4 separate regions of the Mus musculus genome follow, and all the other regions are linked to region 3. Evidence: chromatin contacts called from public promoter capture Hi-C data. All regions are on one chromosome and are shown on one strand. The core of a region is the stretch at or near the end of the contact, and the rest is flanking DNA. Distances in the headings are between cores, read along the strand shown. Region 1 holds the start of Setd6 (SET domain containing 6). Region 2 holds the start of Cnot1 (CCR4-NOT transcription complex, subunit 1). Region 3 holds the start of Sf3b3 (splicing factor 3b, subunit 3). Region 4 holds the start of Csnk2a2 (casein kinase 2, alpha prime polypeptide).

Region 1 (3,078 bases), core at 2-2,501, about 15 Mb before region 3:
TTTGCTGTGTTCTTAAGATATCTATAAATACCTATACATTATATATATATATATATGTATGTATATCAGGTCCTCCTTCCTGTATGTGGTTTCCCATTGGTAGTTGTCTTCTCTTTGGTCAAGATGAACTTTTAATGGAGTTCATTATTTTCCTCTCTGTACAAAGTTAAGAGCCTAATTTTGTGTATTCTGTTTGGTGGCTGATAAAGAGACTTTGAGATTACAAAATGCAAAACAAAAATCCTTGATATAGAAAGTTAACTGTGCAGAAAAACTAATAAAGAAATTAAGTCTACGTGTGTCGTGTTTCCTATCACAGGGAAGGCTCAACTGTTTAGGCTGCCTGGCTGCCCCAGGGCGCTGATAGTTGGAGGATAGTGCCTGTTAGACACATTTGGTTGGGGGAGGGTTGAGCAATCTTTCTGTAGCCCAGGCTGGTCTTGAATACTCAGCAATCCTACTTCAGCGTCATGGGTGTTAGAATTATGTAGGCCACCCTGCTTAATTTTTTTTTTCCTCTTAGGGTGATAAGAGATTGAACCAGGGTGTTTATACATGATGGTCAAGGTTCTACCAAGCGGCTATATACTCTGACTGAGATATAATTTTACCAGTCCTGATACTAACTCTATTTCACAGCTGAGCAGAAAGTTTAGCCAGCAAGAAAGACCGCTTCAAAGCAAGGGCACAACACTATTTGCTTGGTTTTAGTTGTTTTGGGACATGGTGTCACTCTGTTGTCTGGCTTGCCAGAAACTCCCAGTAAACCACAAACCCCCCTCAACCTTCCAGGTACTGAAACTAAACTACTGAATTCTCCATGTTACCGTTTGTGCTATCATTCATTCACCTTATATTACTTCCAGCGTCTCTCTCTGTCTCTCTCTGTCTTCTCTCTCTGTCTCTCTCTTCTCTCTCTTTTCTCTTCTCTCTCCTCTCTGTCTCTGTCTCTCGTCTGTCTGTCTGTCTCGTGCGTATGTGTGTGTGTAATGTGGAAACCCTTAAGGCCACTTCAAACCCAGGTGTAAACGGACTAATCAATCAGTCAGTGAAATGATGGTTAATCACTAACCATCAGTCGGTCACTACGGCATACTAGCCCAGCCTCCACAGAGGAAGAAACTGTTTTGTCCCTGCACGCCGCTCTCCGGGACACGGCCAGAACTAGGGTGGAGGCCGGTGCGCACGCGCACGCGCGATTCCTAAACCGGAGCGGTTTAGTAGAAACGCCCAGCTCCGCCCCGGAAGCGCAGTGAGGACCCGGCTGCTCGCAGCATGGCGGCCCCCGCCAAGCGCGCGCGGGTAAGTGGCGGGTCGCCCCTCGTCGCGCCCTGTCCCTCCCCGAGAGCTGCCCGCGCGCCCCTGCCGCTCCCTGCGGGGTCCAGCGGCGGCGAGCCCGAGGGCGACGCGGTGGCCGGCTTCCTGCGCTGGTGCAGGCGAGTGGGGCTGGAGCTGAGTCCTAAGGTGACGGTGAGCCGGCAGGGCACGGTGGCCGGCTATGGCATGGTGGCGCGGGAGAGCGTGCGGGCCGGGGAGCTCCTTTTCGCAGTGCCGCGGTCCGCGCTTCTGTCCCCCCACACCTGTTCCATCAGCGGCCTGCTGGAGCGAGGTGGGTAAGGAAGGGGCAGGGGGACCAGCTCGGAGGCTGGCAAGGGAGTGGCGCTTGGACGTTCACCTGGTGTCTTCCCTAGAGCGAGGCGCGCTGCAGAGCCTGTCTGGGTGGGTGCCGCTGCTGCTGGCGCTGCTCCACGAGCTCCAGGCCCCAGCATCACCCTGGAGCCCTTACTTCGCGCTCTGGCCAGAGCTGGGGCGTTTGGAGCATCCCATGTTTTGGTGAGAGCCGAGGGAAGGGCCGGGAAGAACCTGTTGCAGTTTCTTTGCTCTGGGACTGGGCACCTGCTGCATGAGAAGGCTGCGAAGGGCTCCGGGTGGGCTGTCCTTGCAGGCCGGAGGAAGAGCGGTTGCGACTCCTAAAGGGTACAGGTGTCCCCGAAGCCGTGGAGAAGGATTTGGTGAACATCCGTAGCGAATACTATTCCATCGTCCTGCCCTTCATGGAGGCTCACTCGGATCTCTTCAGCCCCTCTGTTCGCTCCCTGGAACTCTATCAGCAGCTCGTGGCCCTCGTGATGGCTTATAGGTCAGTGATTAAAGCCTAGAGGAGCAGACCCTCATCTTTGAGAGGGAAGGTGGGAAAGAACAGTGAACTCCAGGTCCCTCACCCGAGACTGGGCCTTAGCTGAGTTCTCTCTGCGGCAGCTTTCAAGAACCGCTGGAGGAAGATGATGATGAAAAGGAGCCCAACTCACCCTTGATGGTGCCTGCTGCAGACATACTAAACCACATAGCCAATCATAATGCCAATCTAGAGTACTCGGCAGTGAGTGGACCCCTATCCCTGGTCAGGTGGTGTGCATTACAAATCAAATCACTGGGCTCCAGTTTCCTACTAATCGTGAAAATGCGGTGAGACTAGCTACTCTCCGGTGTACTTTTGATATCAACTGAGATGGTGTGGACACACCCTAAGTCCACCAGAATAGCTGCCTGCTCTGCCAAGTCACCTCAGGCCCTGTGGAGAGCATTAACAGCAGTTCAGTGCTATTAGGAGGTGGGATGTTTATGGGCCAGAGGCATAGTAAGAAAGGCCCCACTTTAGTGTTGATTCTGTAGGAAAACTTGAGCAGACAGACGTCTATGTAATGTAAATATTGGCAGCGTCTTAACACCTGTAATCTTAGGAGGCTGAGGCAGGATCCAAGGTTCCAGGCCCATAGCTTCCAGTTTTCGTCTATACATGTCAAACTTTGCTCTCCAGTGTAAGCAGATGTGACTTTCACTTATTCTTTACCTCCGTTGCTATTTTGACATGAGGATTAACTTGTTCTGTTTTTGAGACAGGTGTGTATGTATGTGTGTGTATGTATGTATGTATGTATGTATGTATGTATGTGTATGTGTATATATATATATATATATATATATATAGCTAGCCCAAGACTCAAGAGTTTTGTCTCCTGAGCACTGAGTGTTTATCACCAGGCCTAGGCTTGGTTTTCTTAAAGCTTGTGTAGGTAA
Region 2 (2,872 bases), core at 353-2,852, about 15 Mb before region 3:
CCTGCCATTCAGGCCAAGGCCCTGCTTGCTATCATCAGGTCTTCCTGCCATGGGACAACCATCTGTAATGTCCTCACACAGCACTGAAAACAGGTCCCATTTCTACCTCCACCATTTTCACACATGTATACTACTTTTCCAAAGAGAGGTCAGGAGGGAAATGCTGGTATTTTCTCTAATAAGCAGTACACCCACTCAATTATTGGCTGATTGTTGTTGGGTTCCCCCCCCTCTCCATTGTAATCACAAGGGACCGAACTGCAACAAAACCGGAAAACTCAAGTACTGTTACTCGGTTTTGAATAGAGAGGAAAAAGAAGTATATAGGCCCCAAAGAAACTCGACATCTGGGGCTAGAGCTCACTGATACAAGGCCTGCCTGGATTAAATGTCCACGGAAGGTGGGACTGTAATATTTGTCGAGGTGACTTCTGGGGAACGTTTACCTCTCATGAAGCTTAATTTTCCATACAACACTTTGAAAAGCACTTCTTTTCAAAACCTACAAAGCACTCCTCCTGCAAGTAATGTCTGTGAGCACAGGTGGGTGAGCTCCCTCCCGGACCTGGTGGCATGGCCAAATGTGTTTGCTTATTAGCCTTAGGCTTAACCTAAGATCTCTCCAAGATCTGCACCAAATCAAGACCCACAAGCATTCTGCTCACTGGTGGGCATCTGCCGGTAGTTGCCGGTTGGAGGGTTGGGGGCGTTGGGACAGGCAGAACCAACACTACCAACCGCACAGGGACCTAGGTGACTTAAGTTGGGGGGCTATCGACTTGTTAGAAAGTGCGAGCGCCGGGGCGCGCGAGTGGAACAAAAAACCTGTAGCGAGAAGGGTAACACGGAAGTGCTCACTCCCGCCCGCCCGCCCCTCCCACCGCCAAGCAGCCAAAAGCGAGGGGCTTGACAACGTGCTGGGGGGCGCAGGAGGGGAGGGAGTCCCCGGAAAGCGCTACGAATCGGCAGCAACTCCAAACCCGCCCCCTGGCCCGCCCGCCCAGCGAGGAACCTAGGTAGGCCGCGGGCGCCCGCGCCCATAGCCCCCCATCCGGGAGCCCGGGAGGAAAGGGACAGTTGAGGAGCTCGTGCGCTCCGAGGAGGCTGCAGCCCTGCGCGCGCGGCGAGCCGAGGCCCTGGGATCCGAACTGCCACCTCCGCCGCCGCCATCCTCGAAGCCTCCAGGCAAGGCCTCCAGGCCGAGCCGCTCCGGAGCTGCTCACCCGCGCCCGGGCGCTCCGAATCCAGGAACGTGAGCCCCCGGTCTCCCTTCTCCAAGAGAGCAAAGCCGCCGCGAGCGGGCCGAGTCCGTCCCCTCCCGCCTTGGCTCCACGTCTCCGGCTCGCCTGCCCGAGTCCCGACGCCCCGGGAAAAGGCTTCCAGGGTCCCCAGTCCACCCCACCCCCGGTACCGCTCCCACCCGGACCCGCGTCCCGAGCTTGACACTCCCAGCCTCCGCCACCTCCAACCGCAGCCCCAGCCCGCCTCACCTCAGTCGGCTCCCGCAGCGCTGGACACAGGAAACTCCTGGGTCCTCGACTCCGGCTCTCCTCGACCCCCCTCTTCGGTTAACTCCGCTTGTTTTCTCGACAAAATGGCGCCCGAGGTCGCGCGCTCACGTCGCGGCCTTTCCCCTCCCAGTTCCCATTTCACCATTCGCTGCCCGCTTTGGCGGAGGGATGGCCCTAGCGCCCAGCCAATGGCCGCGCGCTGACCGCAACGGCGGTCCAATCGCCGATGGGTACCCGCGGATTTAAACCAATCACACACTAATCACTCGCAGAAGTCGAGGAAGAAACCAGGCTCCTGCTAGCAACCACCAATCCAGACTCCTAGTTTGCGGGGCTCAGGCCAATTGCCGCTCATCAGCCCTGGGACTGGGTCCGAGTCTGGGCGCCTGCGCACCCGGGTGTAAGCCAATGGTTAGACGTTGGGAACTTCGATTTGGGACTCGAAGACATAAGCCTTCGAGGTGTTCGACCTATGGGGACTGGCTGGTCATTGCCTCCGGGAAACAAAAAAATACGGAAGGGAGCTCGTTAATGCATTGCCACCCTGCGCACAAACTACTCTAACTTAGAGACAGGGTGATGCTCGTCTACTTTCCTTCGTCTTTCGAAATGTCACGGTCCGAGAGGCTGTGCGGGTTCCCAGCGGAAGCATTGTCCACCCCTCGGATCTCTTTAGCAAGGAGCACCAGTCATCAGAAGGCGTCAGACGCGGGGCAAAGTTGAGGTCCTTTGCATCCTGGGTTATGTAGTCGCACGCCCCGCCTATTCCTGTCGCAAAAGTAACGTGGTCTCTTCCATCACTGTCTGCGCCCTAGAGCAGCAATGCATGCTGGAGAATGTAGTCTCCCAGATGCCCACCTAATCCTGGCTCTTTTAAAGTTTGTTTTCCATTTGTCTTTTGAAGCAGGGACGCTTTGCAGAGATATAGAAACAGAAGTTCTCCTCCTGCTCTTGGCTATTCTCAAGGATGCCAATGCCTTTTGCTTCTTGGATAAAAGGCTACGTTATCCACTGTGTCCTCCTATCTTTTAGACTTTTTGTTTGAGTTTTGAAACAAGGTCTCTTTCAGTTAACCCAACTGTAGTCCAGGCTGGCCTGAAACATACTAAGAAGCATAAATTGACCTTGAGCTCCTTGCAATCTTCCAAAATACTGAGATGATAATAGACGTAACCTCTCATACCAGTACTATTTGAACTTTAAAGAGATGTGTTAAAGACTTTTATTACTTATTTTACGTGTACAGGCGTTTGCTTGCATGTAAATCTATGCACCATGCATGTACAATGTCCTCAGAGGTCAGAAGAGGATGCCCGTCCCTCTGGAAGTGAACGGTTGTGAGCCACTGGGTGGGTCCTCTG
Region 3 (2,762 bases), core at 157-2,656:
TCAAGGCTCTAAAAACCTCAGATTCATTTCCCAGAGACCCCATTCTCTCTCTGGGTTATAAATCTTACCAAACTTACATCTTTCCATATGCTTATATATGTGCATGTTCAAGAACATATATTTATTGCATATTTTATGTGCTGTCTTTAACCAAAGGATGAATTTTTTTGAGAAACCAACAAGACAGCTTTCTGCTACAGATACCGAGAATCTTACTCAATGCCTACACTATAATTCAGTTAGCGAAACTGTTAACGCTACATATAAGCAAATGAAGTTATACCTCTAAGATTTAGTCCTAAAATACCTAATAAACTAATATCTCTAAGGCTTATCCCTAAAGGTTGAACTGGCACTGGCAGCTTGAGGGTAGAGGACCTCACAATTTACAAGGCTGTCACGGATGAGTTCCGGCTGCACCATAAGCAGCGAACGTGATGTTATGACTTTGGACATTTGCTTTAACAGGGGGGAAGATGGTACCTTGCCTCGTAAGGCTCTGTATGCAGAATTTCGTGTTTGAGGCTACGAGAAGGAAACCTATGGCCTTGGGCAAGTGCTCTCTACCATTAGGTTTGGAGGATTAAAATGAGCACCTACTCACTCAACACCAAAACAAACGGATCTCCTGGCTTACTGAAGAGGTGCTTCCTGGAGGAATATCCGGTATCAGGTAACCGTAACAGCCAAACCGTGGAAAGCTTCCTCCCCCGCCTCTGCCTATAATCTCCGGTTCCACCATCACCTCCTTTTTATCTTGCACAGTCTTCAAATGGGTACTATTAGCCTTCGGGTTTTTTTTTTCTTTCTTTTACAGTAAACAGAGGTTCAGAGGAGAAACAACATTTTGCCTAACTACCAAATGCACAAGTTCAAACCAGATCCCCGGCTCCCGGGCGGTTTCTGATAGTTGCACATTTTGAACAAACAGAATTTTTACCCCTTGCTGATTGAATAGTCTTTCAATCTCGAGTCTTCCTATGCAGCCTCGGTGGGACTCCCACTTCCTCAACCTCCCCCGCGTGGTGGAAATACACGAGTGTGCCACCACGTTAAACTCGCAAGCCTTAAAGGACTCGTTCCCACTCTGAAGACACAAGTGGGCGAAGAGTCCACGAGGCCATTTGCCCACGGCAAGCATTTCCCTAACCTCACGCCTACCGAACCTCTCGGGCCTAAAACTGCCCCTGCGGCTCCGGCCGAGGTGCCGGGCAGCTCTCTCCTATGAGCGCTCTCCACTTCCTCCGCGACAGAGAAGCTGGGAGGCCACTTCTTTACCCTGCTGCAAGAAGGATGGCTTCGGTACCCGACGGATGCTGAATCGCTTCAAGGCCTAAGCCACCGCCACTGCCGATCCGCCGGCGTCCGCCATTAGCCTTCAAGACGGGCCTTCGGGTGCCGCGCGACGGGAAAAAGGTATCTAGCCCCCGCCTGATAAATAGATGTAAATTTGGGATGTTTTCATCTTGCACCTGAAGACTAATGAGTTATCTAAAATTTATACGTTACGGTAAGTTTTCTGTAAAATAGAAGGTTAGTTTTAAAAATAGACTTCCAATGGTTTTGATCGGGCATATCTGTGGGCAGCCCCAAAGGTCACCGCGCCAACGCAGAGGGGACCTCGCAAGCCCGGAAGCGCCCACCGGGAGCCAAGATGGCGGAGGTGGAGTCTCCGCTGAAATTGTCAGGAGCTCCTCCGCCACCGGAGGGGGTGGGAGGAGGACACTGCTCCGAAATCTCCACCGAGCTCATTCGCTCTCTGACAGAGCTGCAGGAGCTGGAAGCTGTGTACGAACGACTCTGTGGCGAGGAGGTGGGGAGCTGAACCTCCTTTTTCCTGGAGGATCCGGTGGCAGAGGGCATCACGGGTGTCGATCGCTTTACCAGGGAAAACGAGAAAGCAGCTTCCCAAGAGGCTTTAATGTAGTTGGGCATTTGGGTACACCTGTCAGTTCTACTCAAGCTTATTTGACCTGTTACCTGGACTACTTCCTTGGTCTGCCTCCGTATTGATTTCCCTGACGAGTAAAACTGGAAGTGGTGTGTGTGTGTGCGCGTACATGTATGTATTACATGCACACATACATATGTGTATACCGAATTGGCTTGACTTCAGAATAAGAATTGCTTTGGCTTGGGAAGTGAAAAGTTACGAAAGTTTCTTCTCGACTCATTTAAAGGAGAAGTTCCTTTCTATTTAGCTTGAAGGTCTAAGACTTTTTCTCTTGGAAGAAATGATTATGTGTGTATTTTTAGCATTTCAGTTAAGTGTAGGCATTTGGATGTTTTCTTATTTTGAGACGGCCTCGGTGTTGCCCATATTGTCTTCAAATTGGCTACCTTCCTAGAGCAACCTCTCAAGCTACTGGCATTATAGGCGAGCTCACAACTCCCTAGAAGTTTGAAATCTCCCTGTTAGGACTTTGAAGTTTTAAGACTAAGGCGCAGCTGTCTGGTCTCGGACAAGTGATTTCATCTCTTGTACCTCGGATGTGTGGTCAATCAAGTAACAGGTGTGGAAAGGATTCGGCTTCCTTTCTATTAATAGCATGCTATATCTCTTTATATACGTTTGTTTCTTTTCCATGGCAGTCTGGTGCTGTCAGTTCGTGGATGGATTCCTTGCAAGTCAGAAGATGTAACCTCTCACCTAAAAACCTTGGCAGCTGTTTTTCCCAGGGAACTTTTTTTTTTTTTCTTTTTAGATAGGCTCTAACTATCTAGCCCTACCTGGCCTGCAACTCACTATGTAGACCAGGCTT
Region 4 (2,789 bases), core at 235-2,734, about 15 Mb before region 3:
ATTCCATATCAGATACAGTCCCCCCTCACAAGCTTTGTTTGAGAAGTTCAGAATTCACACTTTAAATGTTCCTGACCTACCAAACTCAGAATTAAGACCAGCCCGCACATTTTCTCAAAAGTTCACAAGGAAAAGCATGGTAGGAGTCCTGTAGGAGATGCTTATTCTGGGATAGCTGGTTCTTTTGCCCTGTGGGGGGAAAGGTTACATGCCACCGTTGGCCACTCACCTTGAGAATTTTTACAACCACCCTCTCATTGTTGGTGATGTTAATGGCCTCAAATACTTCACTATACTTGCCCCGACCAAGTTTTCGAACCAGTTGGTAATCATCTTGATTACTGTGAAAGGCAAGAGATATACATAAATGCCAGGATTTGGGATTAAGCAAGCCTCTGTCCACCACACATCCATCCGCCATCTCCAACTAATCAAGCATTCGGAAGTATTCCTACCATCACACAGCAACTCATTCTCTTAAATGAGAGCCACACAGAAGCTTGGCTCCCTTCACTCTGCAGAGCTCCTAACCTAACTGACTCTTAACAAGAAGAGGAATGGGCAGCTACAAGGCCTCAGGAGCCATTAAGGGGACTAAGGGAAGCATCCCCCCTGGTGGTACTGGGGTGCCCTGCCCGTGGCTCCACGGCACCTGCCTCCCATTTCACACCTTCCAGGGGGCACTGCCCGCTCTAGACAATCTGCCCCTCTTCAAAATGACCCTCCCACCCAGCCTCATTTCAGAAAGTAAAGAGGTAGAGATTTCAACAGCTCAAGAGGACAGCCATGGACTTCCCAACCCATAGGAAGCCCAAAGTCTGAGGAGGAAGGGCCGCCCCCACCCCCGACCCCACGCTTCTCCCCACCGGCGGCTGAGCCGGGGACCGAGGCAGGGCGGACAGGAGAGGCCGGGGACACGTGCGGCCGGGGCCGGGCCTCCCTGCCAGCCCCGAGGCCGAGCGGCCGGCGGGTGCGGTTCGCGCGTGGGGCGGCCGGCGGCGGCTTTACCCCCAGCTCGGGACGTGGGCTTCGTAGTCCCAGTACTCGCGGCTCCTCAGGCTGTTCACCTCGGCGTAGACCCGGGCCCGACTGCCCGCGGCCGGGCCGGGCATGGCGGGCGGGACCGGGGGGCGCCGCGGGGCGCCGAGGGCGGCGGCGGCGCGGCGCGGGGCGCGGGGCGGCAGGCACGGGAAGCGGCGGGCCGCGGGCTGCCCAAGCAAGAGGAGGAGCGCGGCGGCGGCGGCGGGCGTCCGCGCCAGGCCGGGCCCGCGGGGGCGGGCGGACGGACGGACGCTCGGGCCGGGGGGCGCGGAAGGCGCCGGCCGAGCCGGCCCGGGGCCTTCGGCTGCCGGAGGGACGGCGGGGTTCGTGCTCCGCGGAGGCCTCCGCTCGGCTCGCGGCCCCCCAGAGGCGGTGGTGGCGGCAGCGGCAGCCACCGGTCGGGAGAGGGGCAGCGGCAGCGGCGGCGGCGGCGAAGAGGGAGGAGGAGGAGGCGGAGGAAACCCGGAAAAGGGGCCGCACTCGCCAGGAGCGGCCGCCGCCCAGCCCCGGCCCGCCCCGGCCCACAGCGCCCCCTACAGTGCGGGGGGACTATGGCCGGCGCCCGCCCCCTCAGCGAGCTCGCCACCCTCCAAGCAATGTGGCCGGCTGCCTGCCCAACTGCAGGCCACCCCCCAGAAGTCTCTACCTTTGACTGCCGCCGCGCTTAGCATAGTTCCACTGTCCAGTCACCTCGTGTCCACCCACCACGACCTCCCATATTGGCCCTGAGCTGACTTTCTTTGAAACCCAAGAACCCTCCCCTCAAACTGTCCCCCTTCCTCACTCCTCTTCCCACTCTGGACCCCACCCTGCCATCCACAGATCCCTTCCTTCAAGAGGAAAACCAAACTAGTCCTAAAGCTACCCTCGCCTCCCAATTCCCCATCCAGATTCCTCCCTGAGAGCCCACTGAGCCATCCTTTGGGCCACTTGCTTAAACCAGAGCCCACCAGATAGTTTCCCCATAAAGTTAACTGGGTTTTTCCCCCTTTGTATTGAACCTGTAATTTGTGGATCATACTTTGAGAATGTAAATATCCATTTTGTTTGTTTGTTTGTTTGGGAGGAGGGAGAGCTGGGGAGTGAGGACTTCTTGAACAGTCTTCTCTCTCATTGATGTCCTGGGGTCCCCGGCTATCTTGTTTTCCTGTTCATATTCTTTAACAACAAGGATCTCTTCTTCCAGCCCAGGTTGCTCTGACTCTAAACTCCCCCTCTCCCTCCCCCCCACACACTGTTTTCTAGATGAGGCCACGTTTCCTCTTTCTTCACATACCGAACTATCGAGGTTCAAGTCCCGGTTCCATAGTTTGCAAGGAATGCAGATTTGAACCAATGACTCAACGTCTCCGTGCTACAGATTTTGTAGCATCAACCCAGCACCGACTTCACAGAGCTGTACAGAGACTAAGGACTGCTCCATATTAAAACACTACATGTTCCCGCTGTTGTTAAACTCTACACCTTTCCTTCCCTGAGAATAGCGCATGCCCGTCTTTCAGTTTCTTCTTCTCTCTGAGCTTGGCCACGGGGTACCGCTGCCACCCCACAAATGACTGGCTTTCTTTTTCAAATCTCACCTTAGAGGCCACTTTCTCTGAAGTTGATACTTCTCTCAGCGACTCCTCCATGCCCTTCGTAAAACTACAGCTTGGCATGAGTCCTCTCCTGGTTTGCCATCTGTCCCCTCCCTGTGAAAACAATGTGAAGGCATGACTAGGGCTGGGTGATCACCACCAGGTCACTCA

The links. Promoter capture Hi-C pulls out the DNA fragments that hold promoters and counts their contacts.
Region 1: a contact with region 3 is called in a promoter capture Hi-C map of pre-B cells. The contact joins the promoter of Setd6 here to the promoter of Sf3b3 in region 3. A contact is called at or near these places in 2 of 39 promoter capture datasets (cranial neural crest and pre-B cells) and 1 of 9 other capture datasets (adipose tissue).
Region 2: a promoter capture Hi-C map of pre-B cells shows a contact between it and region 3. The contact joins the promoter of Cnot1 here to the promoter of Sf3b3 in region 3. A contact is called at or near these places in 3 of 39 promoter capture datasets (cranial neural crest, neutrophils and pre-B cells).
Region 4: a contact with region 3 is called in a promoter capture Hi-C map of pre-B cells, with 3 times the contacts expected there. The contact joins the promoter of Csnk2a2 here to the promoter of Sf3b3 in region 3. A contact is called at or near these places in 2 of 39 promoter capture datasets (liver and pre-B cells).

What each region holds. Positions count from the first base shown.
Region 1 is chr8:95,714,662-95,717,739 of GRCm38.p6, forward strand. Setd6 (SET domain containing 6) reads left to right here and starts at 1,252. Exons shown (of 7, transcript NM_001035123.4): 1 at 1,252-1,609; 2 at 1,692-1,833; 3 at 1,946-2,140; 4 at 2,260-2,380. The coding sequence starts at 1,276. It overlaps Ndrg4 (N-myc downstream regulated gene 4), which reads left to right. Exons shown (of 17, transcript NM_001372423.1): 17 at 1-295.
Region 2 is chr8:95,805,843-95,808,714 of GRCm38.p6, forward strand. It overlaps Cnot1 (CCR4-NOT transcription complex, subunit 1), which reads right to left and starts at 1,603. Exons shown (of 49, transcript NM_001372353.1): 1 at 1,491-1,603. 4930513N10Rik (RIKEN cDNA 4930513N10 gene) reads left to right here and starts at 988. Exons shown (of 4, transcript NR_015574.3): 1 at 988-2,872.
Region 3 is chr8:110,845,397-110,848,158 of GRCm38.p6, forward strand. It overlaps Sf3b3 (splicing factor 3b, subunit 3), which reads right to left and starts at 1,407. Exons shown (of 26, transcript NM_133953.2): 1 at 1,279-1,407. It overlaps Cog4 (component of oligomeric golgi complex 4), which reads left to right and starts at 1,628. Exons shown (of 19, transcript NM_133973.2): 1 at 1,628-1,813. The coding sequence starts at 1,655.
Region 4 is chr8:95,487,336-95,490,124 of GRCm38.p6, forward strand. It overlaps Csnk2a2 (casein kinase 2, alpha prime polypeptide), which reads right to left and starts at 1,485. Exons shown (of 12, transcript NM_009974.3): 1 at 1,009-1,485; 2 at 230-341. The coding sequence starts at 1,112.